Regions from separate parts of the Zea mays genome. Here region 1 is linked to region 2. A link is a contact called in public Hi-C data. All regions are on one chromosome and are shown on one strand. Each heading gives the region's core, a stretch centred on a gene start, on an enhancer-like site or on the middle of the called end of the contact. The rest is flanking DNA. Distances are from core to core; before and after follow the strand shown. Region 1 holds the start of LOC606411 (protein disulfide isomerase 3). Region 2 holds the start of LOC103655002 (uridine kinase-like protein 3).

Region 1 (2,700 bases), core at 148-2,647, 170 kb after region 2:
GTTGAAAATAAGGCTGGTAGAGAAATCTAAAATAAGTTAGAGATGAAGGCACCTACCATAGAAGGTCAACTTCTCCTCCTCTTTCTTCAGCAGCACTACGGATGGACGCTTCGCTGCTGCATCGATATGGAAAAGCTTAGCAACATCAGGAGTCGAAGTCTGATAAAAGTTGATGCTATCTTCCAGCCTCGAAGCAGCAGCAAGCTCATCACTGTGAGCACCCTATATATATAGCATTTGAAAAGAAAGAAGCTCCCATAATTAGAAAAAGGGTCCAAGGTCTCAACATACAAGTAATCACCTACTAACCACTTTTGCTGTTGTGATCTACTTTCAGCCATTAACATTGGTCCTCAGGACATGGAAGTAGAACATTTATCATTACTTGCAGGTTATATTATTGAACTGTGATAAAAAAAAAACCAGTATATATAAGAAGCAGGCTTGGTTCCTTCCTCATAGAAAAATCCTACAGTAGCTGTTGTGCCCTTTCAGGTTTAAGTATGTGTTGTATGGATATTATCAGCTAAACTGAAGATTAATTGGATTTGGAAGGTGTTTAGTGCCTGTCAAAGTGTAGGAACTAGGAAGTAAAATGTAAAAAAGAGGGAAGGGTAACGGATCGTTCATACGGATAGTGTGTCGAGGAAGGCAAGGACGGCTTTGTCATCTCCGGTGAGTATGCTCTGGGCCTCGTCGACGCTGGTGACATTTTGCACGGCTGGGCCGAGCTTCTTGTTGATCCAGTCGACGATGGCTTCCTTGGTCCTGGCTCCGTTATAGCCTCTGGGGACGCCATCGATGAAGAAGAGGATGGTGGGGAAGCCCTGGACGTCGTACTTCTGGGCGAGGTCGGTTTCCTCGGTGGCGTCGACCTTGGCAAGGGCGAGGTGGGCCTGGTGGTGGTGAGCGGCGAGATGCGCGGCGGCGGCGGCGTAATCCGGGGCGAGCTCCTGGCAGTGGCCACACCAAGGTGCGTAGAACTCAACCATAACATGGTGGCTGGAGGCGAGGAAGGAGGAAAAGTTTGCGGCGGCGAGGACCACGACGTGGGTCTCGTCGATCTCCGGCTGGTGGCCTGTGAGGTCCTGGTCCTGATCTTGGAAGAGAAGGTCGTCGTCGTCGTAGTCTCCCTCAGGCCACCCGTCGGGATCGTTGGTGGGGATGTCGTCGGAGTTGTCAATAAGATACTGGAGGTCGTCCACCACCTCCTCATCCATGTTGCTTCCGGCGGCTGCGGCTATGGTGGCGAGGAGGAGGAGCAGGAGGACGACGGGAAAAGATGGAGGGGACATTGTTGTTGATCCCATTCCCTCTCACGGTCTCACCTGATGATGTGCTGCAGCCGTCCAGCGAGAGGAATTGGATGCGCGGGCAGCTGGTGAGATGAGATCCGTGCTGGGCAGTGGACTGAGCAGTGGGCAGGCCATCTTCTCCGGCGGCGTCCGAGTATATCAGTCAGTCAACTCCTCATGTCTGTCACGTGACTTCCCTTCCCTTTCGTGGACCTGGCTTCCTTTTCATGGGCCTGGCCTTCAGGAGGCAAGCAAGCAAGCCATTCCCAGCCCATACCACCCACCTAGGAGCGGCCCATCCTGGTGTGTCGCGGCCTTGCGGGGGAAGCGTAGAAGGCACTAGAAGTAGAAGGTAGCAGCAGCCGCCACCGCCAGCGAATCACGTGACTTCCCCTCCCCTTCTCCCCTCTCCACTCCATCGTCAAGGAAGGAACACGGCCCTAACTAAACCCTAGCTAAGGGAAGGGAAACAAGACCATGGATGCCTCCAAGCTCCGCGAGCTTCGCGACTTCGTCGAGGCGTGCAAGAAGAATCCTTCGCTCCTCGCCGACCCCAACCTCTCCTTCTTCCGGGATTACCTCCAGAGGTCCATCTCTCACCCCCCCTCCTCGCTATATCTTTCGATTCGCCCCCATCGTCCTTCATTCTTTCTGATCGTAGGAGCCCCCGTTTTTTTGCAGTTTGGGTGCCAAAATTCCCGCCGCCGCCCCCTCTTTCGAAAGTCCCAAGGTAACATTACCCATCCATCTTCTCCTCTATCCACCCCGCGTAAGTATCTGCTCGGATCCTTCTTTTTTTTAAGAGAGAGGGAGGGAGGGAAATAATCTTCTTTGCAAAGCATGTTATATTTTGTATGGCACTTCAAGTGAAATTACTAGGGCGCAGAGAAAAAAATGCTGAATTTCTTTACCCACTCCGTATCATTCACAAGACACTTATGACTTCCTTGTCGTGTGTTGCCCATCCAAGGTTCTTTCTCGAGTCCTTGCTTTTTCATATGCAATTTTGCGCTGCAGAGATCTTCCATGGACGACATTGATGACGACGGTGATGACGACGACGATTTGGATATGAGGGATCCCACTCCTGAGCGAGACGAGCTCGATGAAGAGATTGTTGAGTCTGATCTTGAGCTCGAAGGAGAAATTGTACAGTCTGACCATGATGACCCACCACAGAAGGTAACCACTCTATTCTCTTGCCACTAACATGTCCTCTTTCCCTTCTGTTAGGATCCTAGCGACAAGGTAGATGTGCTGCTAAGGTTTTTTTTGTGCCATGACAGATGGGAAATCCTTCAGTGGAGGTGACTGAGGAAAACCGTGATGCTTCCCAAGAAGCAAAAGGCAAGGCTATGGAAGCAATTTCTGAAGGTACTCTCCATCTTCCCCCTCTCTGGAATCA
Region 2 (2,700 bases), core at 95-2,594:
AGGATGAATCGACCTGGATGATCAAAGTTATAATTATGGACATGTACTAATTCTTCATCCGTCAATCCATAATAAAAGGACTCCTGCAAAAAATTGTAATCTCATTGCTTGTAGTTATAAGAGATTGGAAATAGGGTGGCATGGCAACGTGAAAATCTAGCATGAAAAGGGCAATCTCGTTGCTTGTAGTTATAAAAGATTGGAAAAAGTGTGGCATGACATCGTGATAATGTAGCATGAAAAGGGCATAGTTACCAATGTAGCCCCATGGTGTTTTGGTCAGTAATGTTGAACAACAAAGTGTGTTGGTAGAATGCACATATGCTGCAAGATGAGAGCAAAGCAGTAATGCACAAACCTGCGTAACAACCACGACACGCTGGTCACGGAGCTGATCAATGATCATCTTGCACACGGTACTCTTGCCTGACGATGCACCCCCAGCAACACCTGCGCCCAAAACCACCACATTAGGGCATGCCGCATTCAGGGCCAACAGGCTACGCCATACTCATCAATCAATCAATCAAAAGTATATATACCAACCAATGACAAAGGGCTCCTGGTGGCCGTTCTCCAGGCCAGACGTCGTTGCGGAAGCCTGGCCGTCCAGACGGAGTGCGGAGTAATGGACTCCGGCGGCGGCGGCGTCGAGCACCTCGTCTACCGATTTCGAACCCATATTTAGATCGCAATAGGATTTTTCCTACCGGAGAAAACAGATCTCCGGCCCGCGCCGACGCCGGCTAGAAGGAGCGGGAAGGGGTGGCGCCGCGGAGGTATGGGGTGGATCTGGATCGAGGGAGGGAGAGGCGTGCTCGGCGCGGCGGGCGGTGCAGAGAGGAGAGGGAATAGAATATATAAGAAATAGTGATTTTGGTTCGTGGAAAATGAGGATTCGGACAGGGAATTTGCTTTCTTGTTGAGAAGAAAAAAAAATAGGATAGGGATTGGTGACGTCAGAGACAGCGCTCGCGAGCAGGCCCACCGTCAATTCGCTGGCCCAGCCCACCAAGCCCGCGTCGGGAATTCAGTTGGTCCTTGGTATTGGGAATTCTGCTCGTATTCCCGTCGACTGCTCGGCGTCCCTTTTGCCGCCGGTTGCGATGGCAACGGGTTAAAACCCGCGGATACATAGATTACAGACTCGTACCGGTGAGATTAATGTTAAACACGCACCTGCTACTTGTGACGGATAGTATATATTACCTAAATCCGCTACCCGCAGGTTTATGGCACCCGCGGGCATAGTCATAAAATAAATATTTATTAAACTGATAGCACATAATAATAAATATTTATTAAACTGATAAAAACATGTACCGATCTTAGCCAAAAGTTCTACGAGTTCTCTGGCGCATGTAGTCTTCTTTTATATCATTTGATTGGCTCCGCTCGCTCAAAGCTTTCGGGGTGGCACTAAATTGAGATGCATGTGCTCTACAGTCTACACAGACACACACGCAGGTATGCGGGTTTGCGGGCACGAGTAGAACATTTTCATACCCACGAGAAAAAAAAAACCGTCGGTTGAGAATCAAACCCGTACCCACGGGTACAAACTCACACCCAAAACCGCACCCTATAGGGTTTTTACCCGCGGGCACGCGGGTAAAATGTGCACGTTGCCATCCCTAGCCACCGGTGAGCTGCCGAGGCGTGAGACGGGCCGGTCGCCAGAAGTCGACGCGCTTATATGTAACTGAATTCAGTGTATTCAGTTTCTTTGGTTCAAGTTTCATTCAGGATTCGTCCCTTTTTCACTAGCAGTTTACAGGTCCCAACACCCGTACCTCAATTCCACCGACATCATAGAAGGGAGCCCTCGCCTCCCAGCAAAAGGCGTCTCTCCGACGAGGGATCCCGGTTTGGAGCTGAGCAAGTCGTCTCCGCCTCCATCTTCACTGTCGCTCGCTCCATGGTGGACTAATCCTTATCCTCCGATGCCGGCGACCGGAGACCGTAGTTGGTTGATCCTCGACCGCATCGTCCATCGCAGTCGGAAGCGGTGCGGGGATGCGACGACCTCGGCGTTCACCCACGAGTGTGTCGGTCGGTCGATCCGTGTCTCCCTCCGGATCACCGACCCCCTGGTGTCCCATTTCTACATCCATTAGACCAGCATTCCAACCATTGACCGCATGACGGAGCCTGTCACCATCGCCGCCCACCGCAGCTCCATTCTCTTCCAGGTGTCTGTCCCCTTCGACGATCCTTGTTGCTGGAGTAAAATAGTCTACTTTCCTCACGACTACGTCTACTCGTGCTCCTCGTCGTCGTCATCCCTTACTCGGCTTCCGCTTGCTTCGACGGCGTCCACACCGACCCCGAGTTTGATAAGTGGTTACAACTACACCGGTGCCAGCAGCAGTGTATCATGATGGAAGAAGACATGAGCATCCTCTGCCATGGAGACAAGGGCGGATTCACGGTGGCAGATCTCACCTACCATTTCAACCTAGAGGTCCAACTCTACTTGTTGCACCATTCCCCTTCTGCCTCCGATGTTGAAATGAAATAGAGTGTCGAGAAGCTGTAGATCCCACCCGACATGAAGATCAACCTCTACTCGTTTAGGACTGATGTCGTCGTCACCATCGGTGAGAGGTGCTTGTGCTGGGTCGACTACTACCACGGTATGCTGCTCATTTATGTCCTCACTAACAGCAACAACAACAACAACAGGCTCCGTTATATACC

The links. A called contact is a pair of places that touch in the nucleus more often than the background predicts.
Region 1: a Hi-C map of leaf shows a contact between it and region 2, with 6 times the contacts expected there. The contact joins the promoter of LOC606411 here to the promoter of LOC103655002 in region 2. A contact is called at or near these places in 7 of 25 Hi-C or Micro-C datasets (bundle sheath, ear, endosperm and 2 more).

Annotation. Positions count from the first base shown.
Region 1 is chr4:250,056,636-250,059,335 of Zm-B73-REFERENCE-NAM-5.0, forward strand. LOC606411 (protein disulfide isomerase 3) reads right to left here and starts at 1,398. Exons shown (of 11, transcript NM_001112286.1): 1 at 633-1,398; 2 at 57-222. The coding sequence starts at 1,310. It overlaps LOC100283738 (hsc70-interacting protein), which reads left to right and starts at 1,656. Exons shown (of 11, transcript NM_001156637.2): 1 at 1,656-1,882; 2 at 1,977-2,025; 3 at 2,313-2,477; 4 at 2,582-2,669. The coding sequence starts at 1,773.
Region 2 is chr4:249,890,218-249,892,917 of Zm-B73-REFERENCE-NAM-5.0, forward strand. LOC103655002 (uridine kinase-like protein 3) reads right to left here and starts at 1,345. Exons shown (of 15, transcript XM_008681824.3): 1 at 547-1,345; 2 at 359-450; 3 at 14-83. The coding sequence starts at 682. LOC103656057 reads left to right here and starts at 2,378. Exons shown (of 4, transcript XM_020552393.1): 1 at 2,378-2,464; 2 at 2,558-2,636. The coding sequence starts at 2,378.